Linked DNA regions of Mus musculus: region 2 is linked to region 1. The links are chromatin contacts, called in public Hi-C maps. All regions are on one chromosome and are shown on one strand. Each heading gives the region's core, a stretch centred on a gene start, on an enhancer-like site or on the middle of the called end of the contact. The rest is flanking DNA. Distances are from core to core; before and after follow the strand shown. Region 1 holds the start of Depp1 (DEPP1 autophagy regulator). Region 2 overlaps Tmem72 (transmembrane protein 72).

Evidence for each region. Hi-C and Micro-C count contacts between places; a contact is called where the count stands out from the background.
Region 2: a contact with region 1 is called in a Hi-C map of bone marrow-derived dendritic cells, with 4 times the contacts expected there. The contact joins the enhancer-like site here to the promoter of Depp1 in region 1. A contact is called at or near these places in 7 of 39 promoter capture datasets (the C10 cell line, cancer-associated fibroblasts, embryonic stem cells and 3 more), 7 of 15 datasets of contacts at CTCF or cohesin (embryonic stem cells, hippocampal excitatory neurons, large pre-B cells and 2 more), 181 of 484 Hi-C or Micro-C datasets (the 63-12 cell line, the AML12 cell line, the AtT-20 cell line and 94 more), 27 of 115 datasets of contacts at active chromatin or transcription factors (the HPC-7 cell line, the NIH/3T3 cell line, Th17 cells and 14 more) and 7 of 9 other capture datasets (adipose tissue, embryonic stem cells, embryonic tail and 4 more).

Annotation. Positions count from the first base shown.
Region 1 is chr6:116,646,200-116,653,982 of GRCm38.p6, reverse strand. It overlaps Depp1 (DEPP1 autophagy regulator), which reads right to left and starts at 3,299. Exons shown (of 2, transcript NM_145980.2): 1 at 3,138-3,299; 2 at 1,136-2,290. The coding sequence starts at 2,285. The coding sequence ends at 1,668. It overlaps Rassf4 (Ras association (RalGDS/AF-6) domain family member 4), which reads left to right. Exons shown (of 11, transcript NM_178045.4): 4 at 6,274-6,416.
Region 2 is chr6:116,689,074-116,696,856 of GRCm38.p6, reverse strand. Tmem72 (transmembrane protein 72) reads left to right here. Exons shown (of 5, transcript NM_178768.4): 4 at 1-50; 5 at 1,328-4,132. The coding sequence ends at 1,806. Among named protein-coding and RNA genes, the nearest start is that of Rassf4, 19 kb to the right of the region's middle. Within about 2 kb of position 2,671, at least 54 of the 459 cell types and tissues checked have an H3K27ac peak or open chromatin away from gene starts, as enhancers often do. A contact at or near this core is called in the 63-12 cell line, B cells, the C2C12 cell line and 19 more, where this site is marked.

The DNA.
Region 1 (7,783 bases), core at 2,050-4,549:
TGAGCGAGTTCCCGGTGGAACATTCACTAATGCATTGCCACGTGCCAGGAGTCTCCCTCTGACCCAGTTTCCACACTGCTTCACAGATGGGGACGACGTAAAGAGGCTCGGTGTCTCATCTAGTGCCCATCTAGTCTCCAGCCAGCTACCCCCTCTGCAGTAGATCTGCCTTCCTATCATACCTGGGGACATTTTGCCTAAGGGCTTTCTTGTAGAAGATCAGTTTGAGGCTGTGATAGATGCAAACTGCACCTCTATCTATGTCCATGTGTACAGATTTGCAATTCCTGTCAAGGACAAAGGATTGTGTTGGTCTCCTGCATTTTACAAACAAACAAAGAAAAAAAACTGAATAGACCACTTGTCTGAAGTATTTTCTTTTTGCTGTGTGGTTTGCATTCTGATTCTAAGAATATATATGCAAAAGAGGACATGAAAGTGGTTAACGTCTCTCTTTTCCTAGACCCTTCCATCCTGAGTGTGGTCAGCTGGCTCCAGCCCATACAAGGGAGCAGATGCTGGGCCTTGAGTCCTGATTCTTTTCCAGTCTCCAAGACCACACCCACCTCTCTGAGAAGGGAAACCCTCCCGTCCCAAACTTCCCTGCTTGGTAGATGCCTCCAGGAGCTGACATTCTCTGGACTGGGGGAACTCAGTGCTGGTCTGGATTTCCAAAGCCTTAGGACATCCCGACCTAGCCAGAATAATGGGGTTGGACAGCTTTGTGATGTGCCCCCTTCTGTAACAAGGGCCTAGGTGAAGCTGGTGGGCACATGCAAGAAAATCAGAGATGAGACCACTAGACCCAGTATGTGACAGCCTGCAGGCTACGTGCTGCATTCTGTTTTGGCCCTGAGCATGAGAATTCTCTAATTCTCTGGTACCACAATGAGATTTGGACACTGGAGTCAAGATAGCATGTCCCCTGGGTACCTAGGTGACAATCCCTATGAAACACAGTAATACATCTGCTGAGACCTCATATCTTTTGTTGGGCCTCTGGAAATATATGCCTGAAGGTAGAGCATAGAGGCCAGGCCCTTCCTTGGATGCTTTTAAGACAGTGTTTTTCAACCTGAGTCACAGCCCCTTTCGGGGTTGAACGACCCTGTCACAGAAGCCACCTAAGAGCACTGGAAAGCTCAAAGATTTACACCATGATTCGTAACAGTAACAAAATTGCAGTTATGAAGTAGAAACAAAAATCATTTTATGGTTGGGGGGTCACACAACATGAGGAACTGTATTAAAAGGTCACAACATTAGGATGGTTGAAAGCCACTGCTTTAGGGGCCTGAGACCCTTTTCCTTGGTCCTTTGCCCTTGGTTTCTCATGAGACTGTGGCAGCCACCCAGAGTACAGCCCGCATCTCCTCATTAGAGCAATCTGGGAGGTGGTCACTCCACCTACACTCACTTTAGTCATGATAAAACCAAGACATAGAGGACACTGAGTCGCTTCAAAGTCACGGGCCAGCCAGACACAAAAGGTACCAGTCAAAGTCGCATTGTGGGAGCTAGACTGTCATCGCTCTTTAGAGGATGGGTCTCACTAGGAATTGCCCAGTCCCTGCAGACCTGCCAGGAAGTGTCCACCACAGGAGAGGAAAGCTAGAGAGAGCACAGGGGCCCACCATATCCTTTATGGGTTTTTCCTGGGGTAGGAGTTAGAGTTCATGGATCACTGGGAGGTGCAAATAGAGAGTACCTAGGATACTGCTGGGGCGAGAGCTGGAGACGGACGCTAAGGCCCGGCAGGACTTTCTAGAAGTCCAGCTTTTCAGGTCGGAGGTCTGGTGCCTGGGCCCTGGTTTTCTTCCCAGAGAGTGCTCAGGTACCCTGGCCTCACAGAGTCTCCCCGTGTCCTTGCCCATCTGTCTGGGCACATCCCAGGGATCTGAAGAACCAGTCCTGTTGGGTCGACCTCTCCCATCTGCCTGCTCTCCCTGTGACTTCCCAAAGAGCCAGTCCAGAGGGTTGTCAGTGCCGGGAGAGGGCAGTGTGGGCTGCAGGCTGCTGACGCAAAGAGAGCTGTCTCCTGGAGACTCGGCCTGGCGCCTCTTCTCTCGAGTCCAGGCTGGCCGGGAGGGTCTGTTGGGACGGCTCTGGGCTGTGACCTTGTCCAGCACTGAGGTGGGCTGTGCCAGCTGACAGATACACCTGACGTAGTCATCCAGGCTGGGGGACGCTGGGGGTTCCTGCCCAGCTGCCCCATGTGACAGCTCTTCTGACATTTCCCGAATCGTTGGCAAATGGGGCACGGGCAGCAGAAGCCGGGACCTCATAGCTGCTAATAAAGCAAAAGCAACCTGTTAGCCAAGAGGAAACCAGTGGCGAGCCCGCCATGCCACCCTGACACCCTCCTACTTCCTCTCCCTCATCGGAGATGCTACACGGGGCTCGGGTACCCAGAAAACAATAAGAAACCTGCAGATCTGAGACCAAGGCTCACCCCCCTGCCCCCACCCGCACTCATCCTTCCAGCTACCACCAAAGTACCCAGCTCACTAAGGCTTCATCATTAGTGTTGTTTAAGAATAGCCAGATAGTCGGGGCTCAGTGGTAAGGGTACTTATTCTTGCAGAGAGCCTGAGTTCAGTTCTTAGCACACACATAGTGGCTCTAGCCATCTATAAATCAAGTTCCAGGGGTCTGACTGGCATGTGTGTAGCACACATACATTAGTGTAGGCAAAATATCCATGCATATAAAATAAAATAAATTAATTAAAAATTTTAAAATGAAGAACGAACAGGTAAGAAAACGGGGGGGGGGGTATTAATGTGGGGTCAGAGAACACCTAGGTTTTAAACTCGTCTCTGCCACTTAATGACTTAGAGACTGGCAATGTCACCTCTCTAAACCTCTAATTACTTGTCTGAAAAATAGGGTTATAAACATCCCACTGGCAGGGATATATGGGGAAATTCACGGAGACATAGCTTTGACATCACAGCTCTCCTGTAAACACAAAGGCCTTGTATAAACACCTTATTATCATAGTGGTCGGTGGTACCCACCCCCCTGCTCTCTATCCAGTAGTCAGGCCGTGAAAGCTCGGGATGAGAGATGCTCTCAGAGATAAACTAGCCCCGTGTTTTAAAAGTGTCAAGCCAAAGGGTGGCTGCTCTTCTTACCTGTAAGTCAGCAGTCAGGGTGGCAGGAGTCTAGATGGGTAAAGACTGTCTCCTCTAAAGGAAGCCCCAGAGGCGGGCAGTCACAGCCGGGTCTCTAGCTCTTGGTCCCTGGGAAGAGGACAGTCAGGACGATGTGCTGTGGTTTCTTCCCCTGTGCGGTCTGGCAAACCCAACACACACTGCTGCTTTTACACGGTTCCTCCGGTCATCAATCATTGTCAGGAAAAGCTCAAAATAACAGCACTTTGGAAGGTTCTCAGGGGAAAGCACAGAGGGTGGGGCTTGGCCCAGCTGCCAGCCTGGAATTTGTGTATGTGCCTGCAGGAGGTTGGGAAATATTTACACTGTAGGGTGAGGTGTGGGGCAGCCACCTCACCTGACTTAGACAGCTTTACTATGGGTAGAGAGCAAAGCCAGCCTGGGGGTTCCTGGGACCTGGGGACTGCTGGAACCTGGGACCTCCATAGGACCCCCATGGGCTTCCACCCCTGTCTGGTATAGCACAGTATTTTCTACTATGGATTACCCCAGGACCTGTGATCCTGTGACACGCCAGCCTTGTGCTAAGTTTTGCTGAGTTCCAGGCCTACACTTATGATCATGATAACACATGAGGCTTGCAGGGTGAGGGACATCACCTTACACAAGTGCCGGGGCAGCTTGACAGTCTGTCTGACTTCTCTCATAACATCTCAGATACTTTCAAGGAGAAATTTGCTTGCCCGTTGTTGGCCAGGCATGTGCCAGTGACTGCTAATGGCATAGCAAATACTGTGGACAAATCACCACGTATGATGCCTGTTTCCCAGTGAGAAGGATTATGGAGTCATCAGTGGGCAGGCGCAGTGACTCAGCACTCAGGATGGCTGCAAAATAGAGCGCCGAAGGGCTGTGGAGCAGCAGAAGAGGGGGTGGTCCAGGTCAGGTGGGCCAGATGATACCAAAGCAAGGGCAAGGCACTATAGGTTTGAGTAAGGAGCTGTAGTGTGGCTTCTGCCAGATGCCATGCTCGGGCAAATGACAGCAGCTGTGAGAAACCAGGGGACTCCAAGGGTGATACCAACACAGTGGCAGCTGAAGGCAAGATGGACAGCCCTGGGAAGGAACCGGCTTTGCGTTTCTCAGGCCTCAGCGCCTCTGCTCACCTACCCTCAGAAGCGGGAGGAAGAGGAGTTACAGAGGGAACAGTACGTTCAGGTCTGATACATGAGGGCTGGACAGACACTAGCCTCCTGCAGCATGGTGAGCTGCTGGTCTTGTGTCTATGCATTCCAAGTGTAGCATTAGAGTCATGGGTAAAGGCATGGGGACATTGGAGATACTGAACAATGCTTAAGTCAGGTGACAATTCCCAACTTACACCTGAATGATTCCACAGGACTCCAGCCTTTTGCCTGACTGTTTAGGCAAACACTGTGAGGCCGTATCAGGAAGCTGTGTGTGGTTTTGATAGCCTTAGACTCTTCTCTCTGTGGTCAGTGAGGTGTTTGAAACTAGGCATGACTGTTAGCCGACCATGAGATCCACACTGTGAGTGGGGGTGAGGCCATCCCCACGTGAAGGTTCTCATGACATCCCTGTTTTCACGGGGGCTTTCCAGGACAATGAAGAGAGAGGAGACTCCATGGGGCAGTGGGTGGGGCATGATTTCACTTAAGTGTAGTGTGGAATCCAAAATAACTCAAATGCATAGAGGCAGAAAGAAGGAAGATGGCTATCAAGAGTGGTAGGGAAGAAAGAGAAGTAGGGACCCCAGTTCTTCCAGATGAATGAATCTTAGAGATCCACGGGGCAGCACCAGGCCCACTGCAATCCCCTGTGCTGTACGTTTAAGTAGCCATTAAGTATGTGAGTCTTCAGACCTCACTTAGCACACCCTTCACCACCATGCCTTAGCATCACTCCATAGCAGAGACCTAATCGCAGGCTTTGCTTAGCTTCCTGTTCCATGGATTAGGAAGCTTGGCTGAACTCTTAATTAGACCCCACGTCATCACCATCATCCGTTGTGTTCTCAAACATCTTCAGTGTGCGTGTTAGCCATCATGAATCATGGTTAGTAGGCCTATCCATGCCACCATCCAAGATGGGAACTGTGTGGCAAATAGATATGAAAAGAGATTAGTTACGGTTTAAGCGGTAACTGGATGTAGAACATCACTGAATAAATACCCAAAGAGAAGAGAAGAGAAAAGAGGTACGGGGAGAATAGGGGTACATGTGGGACTCTTATATTAAATGTTCTTGGCCCAAGACGTATATGTAAATAAATAAAATATAGGGTGAGAGCCATGAGAGAGTGAGGCTGGAGTCTCTCAGTGGTGCCAGAGGTTTCAGGTAGGTCCCGGACAGTACAGTTGCTCATGGAGTAATCATAGAGTACAGGGAGCCTAGAGAGTCCCATGAAGAGAGAGAGGCTGGAAATACGTCAGAGACAAAGAACCAAGGACCGAAGAAGTTTGAGCCAGAGTCAGGAGGGTGCCTGTGGGGTGGAATACTGTGGGTTGAGTAGCAGTCCTTTCATTTGGAGACCTAAGGAAGTCGGAGAAGGCTGAAGGTTCAGTATGAAAATAGCATGAAATACTCATGATAGACCATGGAAATGTCCCAGAAGTGTTAGGCAAACCAGCATCCACCATTAGGGGAAAAAAAAGGCAGTTGGCATTGCCACTGATGGATGTGTGGAGAGAAAAACAAGGCAGGGAACACAGACAGTAGGATGTCCAGTAGAGCCTGGTGGCTATGGGATTCTCTGTCCCAGTGCCCTTTGAGTCAAGGAGCCTAGCCCAGTACAAGTGTCCAGGCATGCCTCCCCCCGCTCGTGCTTCCTCCCGGCAGTGTAGACGTGCCTGCCAGACACTTGCGGTGTCCTAGGGGACACCTGACTCAGCAGCTCCATGCTGGCCTCCGCCCTGCCTTTGGCCGGGCCTGGACTTAGCAGCGGAAGGAACACCTCATGTGTCCTCCTGCTGGTCCCTGCCCTCGTGCACTGAAGCATGCACACACAGCTCGCTCTTCCCTGGGAGGGTTGGGGGGCTGAGCATCGTGTTCCCGAGCAGGTCACAAAGAGGAAGGACAGACATCTTTAGGGAAGCTTCTGGATTTTTGAAATGACTGACCTGTGTTTCTCCCACAGGAAGAAGGGACTCTGATCATCGAAGGACTCCTCAACATTGCCTGGGGACTCAGACGACCCATCCGGCTGCAGATGCAGGATGATCGGGAGCGAGTGCACCTGCCGTCTGCCACATGGGTGCCTGAGAGGCTCAGCTACCTCCAGTGAGTGTCTGGCAGGTAGAGTGGAGCCAGGGACCTCCGTGATGTCTATTATCATGGTGCACCACATTATATGTGGAGTTCTCTGTCCCAGTGGGTACCCCAGCCTTGGGGTAGACGCTTCACTGCTGTATGGGGCTTAGGAATGGAGCGCAGACCAAACCCCTCTCCTGTTCAGTGGTTACCTCAGTCCTTTCTGGCCTTACCCACTGCAACACACAACCTTACTTAGGGTGCCCTCCCTGGGATGATATGACCTTTGCCCCTCCTCCAGGAGAATAATTTCATGCTCCCAACACCTGCTTTATGGTGCTGGGGACAGAACCCACGCCTAAGTGCTATACTAATGAGCTATGTCCTCAGCCTACTGGGATCTCCTTGAAAGGAAATTTTAGGGATTCATCCAAATTTATTTTCGCTACTGCTTCACATTAGTGACAGATTCTGTTTGCATCAATTTACCAGAATTTAAAATCCGATTTATTTTACCATCAGGACAAAGGCAGTTAGTCTGAGTTTTGCTTCTTTGCGCAATGATTCTTCAGAGGCACACATTCAGAATTTTGTCCTTGCCAAATATGCAGATAAGATGGGCATGGTGATGTAAGTTTGCCTGAGATTACAACCCTCAGTAAACTGAAGGGCAGAGGAATTCTGAGTTTGAACCCAGGTCAGGCTCACATACAGAAACACTGTTTTAAAAACATATATGTGAAGGAGCTGGAGAGTTGGATCAGAAGTTGCAGCTGCTCTGACCTTAGTTCAGTTTCCAGCATGCATACAGTGGTTCAGAGCTGCCTATAACTCTATTTCCAGGGATTCCAGTGCCCTTTTCTGTCCTCCATGGGCTCCTGCAAAATGTGGTGCATATAAACTTACCTACCTGAGTACACATGCACACTCAATAGATGATAGATAGATAGATAGATAGATAGATAGATAGATAGATAGATAGATAGATAATACATGTGGGTGACACAGTAGCTCTTACCCCAGGTGTCCCTGGTCACTGGTACACAACTTTGAGCAACATGACTTAGAACATAAAGACTCCTTGGAAAGGTTGCAAGTATGACTCATGCTTCCCACGCCAACCCCTGTCAAGGTAGAGGCAGTCCTACTAGCCATCCCTCGCCCAGCCCATGTTCACAGTCTCTCTACTGAATGCTATCTCCTCTCATCACTCCCGTTCCTTCTCTATCCTGATACTGTCTTCTCTGGCTTGTGGTTGGGGTCAGTCCTGCCAAGAAGGCTGGAGAATTGATCCCCAAAGTTAATCTGACTCCTTGGACCCACAACACCCTCAAGCCCTTTCGGCACACAGCTGTGCAGGCACTAAGCTGGCTGAGCCTGCATCCCAGGTGTACTTG
Region 2 (7,783 bases), core at 1,422-3,921, 44 kb before region 1:
AGTGGCCTGCTTCCTCCACCCTGTCCTGGTCTGGCATGTGACCATTCCAGGTAGGAGCACCAGGGGTAGTGGACATATGTGGGTCCTTCACAGATGTGACCTAAGTAGGAGGAGCAGGTTCTGTCTCTCAGAGTCCCTACCAGCCTGTCTACCCTCTCTGACCCAGTATGTGAGCATGACTGTCAGATGTCCACTATGCTGACCAAGCAGTGGGAACATCCTGAGGTGAAGCCCTCCTGGACGTAGCCATCCAGAGGTTGGACCTTTGACCGGGACTCTGAGTTGTCTTCTCTCTGGCCACTTTCAAAGAGTGAAATGGCTAATCCTCAGCCCAGACCCTTGCATATCTCCTGGCTACCTACCCACTCGGCTGTAAGCTCCAGGCTTGGGTTAGGAAGGCACACTAAACAGCATGTCAGCTTATCTTCTGTTCCTCCTCCTAGTGCCTTGCAGGGTGGCTCAATTTCTAACCCCAGAACTGACATCCATCCCCACCTCTACATTTCTGTCTCTTACCTTCTTTTCTACAACCCTCCTTTTGATTTCTCTTTATTTATACATACACTGCCCTCCCAGGGCCCATCAGAAAGACCAAAAGAGCCCCTGACTAAACTGAAGGAGACTAAGCTCTCCTCTTTAGCAAATGTGCCACGGCCCCTGAAGAAAGTAATAGAAGGATCCACCCTGACACTGAGTGAACCACAAGCCCTGCCCTCTGAAAAGGCAGACTGAAGAGACCCTAGGACTGGTGGGCACTGGTGGTCAGGTTCCTGGCTTCTGCAGACCCTGTAGCAGAGTCTACAGGCTAGCCCAGATGATTCATGAGCAGTAGTCTCTGTGCCACTGAACATGAGAAATTCACATCTCCCCAAGCTCACTGGGTGAGGACTAGGGGAATCTCCACATTTCTGAGAGTGAGAAGACATCCAACAAATCCAACATCCCCAGCAGAATCCATATCTAGCAAAGCCATCACACATGCCTGCCCTTGATAATCCACCCCAAGAGGGAAACTGAAGGTGTAATGAAGTCAATACCAAGACCAACTCTCCATATGGAGGGGATGTGGGGCACAGAGAGCAGACAGATCCCTTCCTTTGTACCCTGGCCCCCCACAGCACTGGTCCTCTTTGAACCTTTAAGCTGTGTCATGCCATCATATCAGCCCCAGAGTCTGGTGTGGGTGTGTGAAGGCTAGACCTATCAGGGTGCTGAGCATGGCTGTACAGTACAGTACAGCAGTGGTGCTTTTGATAGGCTTGCTCTACCTCTGATTTTCCTCCATGGCATGTCTGTCCAGTGTCTTGACCTCCCAGATCTTTTTCAGGCTCCATGTTAATCATCACTGGCCTGGCCTACTTCCTGCTGAGCAAGCGAAAGAAAAAAAAGGCTGCTCCAGAGGTGGCACCCCCCACAGAGCAGTACACAGACCCTTCCAGCAGCGTCGTGAGCACCACAGGCTCTGGGGACACTGAGCAAACCTATACTTTCCATGAGGCCTTCAAGGAGGGGCCTGGCTCCTTCTTTATCCACATGAAGAGCATCCTAAAGGGGACCAAGAAGCCACGTGTCCTGCAGACCCAAGATACCCTAATGGAACTGGCACTGGAGCCGGCTGACTCCTTGGCCAAGAAAAAGCAGGTACACTTTGAAGACAATGTGGTCAGAATCATCCCATCCCTCACTGAAGGTCTGGGTGATAGTGACAGTGAACCAGAAGAAACCAGCTCTGACACAACTCCCATCATCCCTCCCTCCCAGACCCCACACTTTCTGCCTTCTCTCATGGCCACTGACCTGTTCTGAGCTTCTTAGCTAGAGGTCTGCAGATGGATGGACCTGCCAGAAGAGTCCTAATAGCCACAGTCCCTGCAGAGAACTCAGGGTCTCCATTGGCCAGCTGTTCGCATCCTAGTGGTAGCTGGGCATTCAGAACAATGAGATAGTGTACCAAGCCAGATCTGTGGTGACCTCCAGCAAGGTACAAATGAAGCTTTGACATGTGTAATCAACATAGTCTCCTTGTCAAAAGGTGGGAAAAGAGACCATGGCTTCATTCTCCACAAGGCTGCTGACCCAACTTTCTAAGCCCTAAAGGAACAGAAGACATGAGTTCACCCTTGCACCCAACAAAGGGTTCAGCCTTCAGCAAGAACTCTATGGTATGTTTTGCTTGTGATACAACCTACTGGTGCCAAAGGCCCAGGGCTATATTAGCATCGTAAGCAAGATTGCTCAGGGTAGATATGAGAAAAGAAGATTCGGATCTCAAGTGAGAACAGCCTGGCAGTGGGCTACATTCTCAGCATACTCTGGGACTGGGCTCGGCAGCAGGCATTTCAGAATCACCAAGGAAAACAATACCACTCTGTGCTCACTGCCAGGAAAGCTGACCAGAAGAGCATCTCTCATTCCAGAAGGATAACTCAGGGCTTCCTGCCCTCCCCTCACTTACCCCCTATCCAACAGTATGAGCAGTGTTCAGAGTCCAAGTAGGTGGTATAGATGGTTCAATCTAAAAGGGTCTGAGAACCTGTGGCCATCTGTAGCAGAAATGGCTAGGACATAGCATGGAGTAGTCATTGTAGTTCAGGCCCCAAGAAGACTGCCCCAGAGAGCCACACAGCATAGGGAAGTACCTCTGCCATGCTTAGATACGTGGGAGTAGATCCTCTGTTAAGTAGATGATCACTCAAAATAGACAGGAGGGGAGGAAGCAGAGGGAAGGGCACAGGGGAGAGGGTAGCGAGCAGGCAGGCATGGCGGCATCCTGGAACTACAGAGGTGGCAGGGAATTTGAGTTAGATAGTTCTCAGTAAAAAGTTTAGCAAAGTATCTTTTCTAAATAGTATGTTTGGTCCACAGGATTACTGCCAGAAAAAAAAAATAATAAAGGCATGTTATTCCTCATAGCTGACCCCCAGTGAGCGAGCAACAGAAATTAAGAGTCCTATAGTTTGTGTCTGAGGAGGGGACCCACTTCAGGGCTCTCTGATGGGTAAGCCTCAAATCTTGTACTTTATAGTCTAGATAAGGAAGATGTTCACGGTACAATGATCAGCACCTATGACGTCGTTTTGTTTTGGTTTTGGTTTTGTCTTGCTTTGTTTTGTTTTGGAAATGTGTTGAAATGAGACACCCTAGAAGCTGGTATTAGCCTGGTGCTTAGCACAGCCAGCATCCCAGATGGACAGAACACTTTTTGAAATAGAAGATGCGTTGCTAAGACTGTGAGGAGTGAAGGCAGAAAGCAAGCTGGGGCCTGGAGTAGGTCTCATCCCTCAGGTCAAAAGATAGGCAGCTGATGGATGGCCAAGGGGGCTTTTCCAATGAAGGATGTTAGATAGTGCAGTCAGGGAAAAATAAAATATATGGAATATGGGGCATGGGTGGGTATGTCCTTGTTACTACGGGGATCTCACGGTGAGGAAGAACAAGAAAACACTACCATGATACCATGAATTTGTGTGAGGTGAGGCCAGTGCAGACCTAGGAGATGGTTCTTAACTCCAGATTGCAAGGCTGAAGGTCAGGGAGCAGAGCTTCCAGCCCGACTGAGGCCAGAGGCCAGAGGGAACAAAGCCCTTAACCAAGAGGAGCCAGGTCCTCTCCCTGTGTCTCTCTCTCTGTATTAGTTACTTTCTGTTGCTGAGATAAAATACCATGACCAAAAGCACTTAAGGAAGAAACAGTGTGTGTGTCTTACAGTTCTTACAGAGAGCTAGAGTCCATGATAACAGAGAAGACCTGGCATGCAGCAGGAGCTAGAGGCCAGCTGGCCACATTTCATCCACACACTGAAAATGAGGCCGAGTGGGGAGGGCAATCGTGACATGAGGCTGTGAACCTTCAAAGCCCACCCCTGGGGATGTACTTCCTCCAGTGAGGTTGCACCTCCTAACGTCTCCATAACTTTCCCAAACAGCAGCACCAACTAGATGGGTGACATTTCTCATTCAAACCACTGCAGTCTCTCATCAGCTTATATAGTGTTAGAAATCTTTGGTTCTTGGTTGGTTGGTTGGTTGATTGGTTGGTTGGTTGGTTGGTTGGTTGGTTAGCTTGCTTTGCTTTTCTTAAACATCCTTAATAAGATGTAGTTTGCTGTCATAAAATTGACCAAGTTAAACCATACAGTTAAGTGGATCTTAGTGTATTTCTAATCTGAGTTCATTATATGCATTCACATCTCAAGTTCATTATATGCTCATCCCACCCCCACCCCCCAAAAAAAGAAATCCAGCCCTGTAACCACTAAGACTCACCCCTCGCCTCCCAGTTTCTGTCCTATGAAACCACTAATCTGCTTTGTATCCTTGTAACTTTTACTGTCCTGAGCACGTCATAACTTGAATCAGGTAACTGGAGCCTCCACACACCCTGACCTGACTGCTCCCAAATGGGCACAGGCTGCACTGAGCAGCAGTTTCTGCATCTCCCAGGATAGGCTGATCCCACAGGAGTCTCCTTGGCTCTCTGCGTCTAGTTCTCTATTAAGTGAGGATTCAGCGATTTGTTTATTGCTACCAGCACCAGGGTGTTCTGAACACCCTTTTATTTATTTATTCTCTCCAAGATGTATTTACAATGTTTCTGAGGACTCAGTGTGAATTCTTCACATTCTGTTCTGAAAGAGGCCTTTCCCCAGGGCAGATCTCTGAGCTTTCCATTCTTTCTTTCTGGCCAAGCCCTCAGCAGCAAAGGATCTTGGGGGATACTTTTCCTAGATGGGTGAGCATAGGAGAGAGTGGGTCTTGATAGCCTTGGTTCATCCTTCCCAGTCTAAGACTCTAAGTGAGGCCAGCGCCATTAGAGGCGGCAGATCCTTATATTAAAACATGTTCTGTACCAAAAGCATCTTTTCCCTTATTCTTAACTATATCACAACGTCTACTGACTTCATGATACAAGTTGAGCGTGCCCAGAAATTTCTCTGGTCCTATCATTTAAACAGGTGCTACCCTGGGGGTGGAGAGGCTGCAGGTCAGCGCAGTCTCCCTAACAACTGCTTCCCTCAACGGCTTCCAGTCAGGTAAAGCCAGAGCACTGACTCCAGAGGAGTAAACAATTTCAAGACAACTGAGAGTGAAACCAAGTTATAGAGTTGATGGGATAAAGATGAGGATAGTACACCGTTCACGTATATGTGGGTGCTGGCAGAGAGAGGGGGATGGGGGAGGAGGTGGGGGGAAGGATATTACATAACTGATACACGGTGGTGATGGTGTGGGCTTCTCCAAAGGAGATCCCCCACTCCCCTACTTGAGTGGCTTCACAATGGCTATGTATTAGTCAGGGTTCTCTAGAGTCACAGAACTTATGAATAGTCTCTAAATAGTAAAGGAATTTATTGATGACTTACAGTCGGCAGCCCAATTCCCAACAATTGTTCAGTCGCAGCTGTGAATGGAAGTCCAAGGATCTAGCAGTTACTCAGTCTCACGCAGCAAGCAGGCGAAGGAGCAAGAGCTCGAGCTAGAGCTCCCTTCTTCCAATGTCCTTATATTGTCTCCAGCAGAAGGTGTAGCCCAGATTAAAGGTATGTTCCACCACACCTTTAATCCCAGATGAAAGGTGTAGCCCAGATTAAAGGTGTGTTCCTTAAACTCGGAGATTCAATCTTCTGGAATCCATAGCCACTGTGGCTCAAGATCTTCAAACCAAGATCCAGATAAGGATCTCCAAGCCTCCAGATAAGGGTCACTGGTGAGCCTTCCAATTCCGGATTGTAGTTCATTCCAAATATTGTCAAGTTGACAACCAGGAATAGCCACTACAATCCACCCCTTGTCAACTTGACACAAATAATATCTCATGTTCACATGAAACAATAACAAGGTTGTAAGTACGCCTAACATGATATAACTATCCCTCGTACAATCGCAAACGCATTAGTAAATTTACAATGGGCATTCATATTACTTTATAATCCTCGTTTCTGCAACTGGTTACGTGGCCTTAATTGGTATTTATAACTACCTTCCTCTACTACCCACTCTGTATTTCCTTCTCCTTCAGCCAGCACCTCAGCAGGTCTTGGCTCTTTTCCTGGAGGATTGACCCATACCTTCATTCCTGATGGGTCTGTGTCCTTTGTCATCCTGCTTGGATTAGGCTGTTGTAGTTTCCCATTGACTTTAATCACAGGACATGGTAGTACTAAGAGACGCCCTAAGGGATCTCCTACACTCCAGACATAATCTTGCTTACCACCATTGTGAAGAGGTAATCCAATTTCCCCATGGTAATCTGGATCTATCACCCCTCCTAACACTGTTATTCCTTTTTTAGCCTGTTGGTTTAAGGGCATTAGAAGCCCAAAATGACCAGGGGGAAGTCTGAGCTTCCAGTTCAATGGAATGTTTGTTGTAGCTCCTGGTAGGAGCACTCCCCTCTCTGGAGCCAAAACTTCTAGGCCAGCAGAACCTAGAGTTGTGGGGACAGGAAGCAAAAATTTTCCTAGAGGGTCACTAGGAGTGATAGTAAGTGGAACTATTCCGTTTTCCACCCCTTGATTCCTGGACCCATGAATCCTGGCTATGGGTGAAACTGTACCATATATCGAGCGCTGATTCAAAGCATATACTGCCTTCTGAAGAACTCTGCCCCAGCCTTCCAAGCTGTTACCACCTAATTGGCGCTGTAACTGCGTCTTCAAAAGGCCATTCCATCTTTCTATCAGCCCAGCTGCTTCAGGATGATGGGGAATGTGGTAAGACCAGTGTATTCCATGATCGTGGGCCCACTGTCGTACTTCTCTGGCTGTGAAATGAGTTCCTTGGTCAGAAGCAATACTGTGTGGAATACCATGACGATAGATGAGGCATTCTGTCAGTCCCTGAATGGTGGTTTTAGCAGAGGCTTTACGTGCAGGAAAGGCAAATCCATAACCAGAATAAGTATCTATTCCAGTAAGAACAAAACGCTGTCCTTTCCACGAAGGAAGTGGTCCAATGTAGTCAACCTGCCACCAGGTTGCTGGCTGGTCACCTCGAGGAATGGTGCCATATCTGGGGCTCAGTGTTGGTTTCTGCTGTTGGCAGATCTGGCAATCAGCAGCAGCTGTAGCCAGGTCAGCTTTGGTGAGTGGAAGCCCGTGTTGCTGAGCCCAAGCATAACCTCCATCTCGACCACCATGGCCACTTTGTTCATGTGCCCATTGAGCAATGACAGGGATGGCTGGGGAGAGAGGCTGACTGTCCACAGAACGGGTCATCTTATCCACTTGATTATTGAACTCCTCCTCGGCTGAAGTCACCTTTTGGTGAGCATTTACATGGGACACAAATATCTTCACATCCTTTGCCCATTTGGAGAGATCTATCCACATACTTCTTCCCCAGATGTCTTTCTCACCAATTTTCCAATTGTGATCTTTCCAAGTGCCTGACCATCCAGCCAATCCATTGGCTACAGCCCATGAGTCAGTGAATAATCGTACATCTGGCCATTTCTTCTTGCAAACAAACTGTAATACCATGTGTACTGCACGAAGTTCTGCCCACTGTGAAGATTTCCCTTCACCTGTGTCTTTCAAGGTTGTCCCAGAAAGGGGTTGTAATGCTGCAGCTGTCCACTTCTGGGTGGTGCCTGCATAACGTGCAGAGCCATCAGTAAACCAGGCTCTAGTCTTCTCCTCTTCGGTCAGTTGATCATAGGGAACACCCCATGAGGCTATAGGCGCATGCTTGGCAGCAGATGGCATTGTAACAGGAGTAGAAACCATAGGCATTTGAGCAACTTCTTCATGTAACTTGCTTGTGCCTTCAGGACCTGCTCTGGC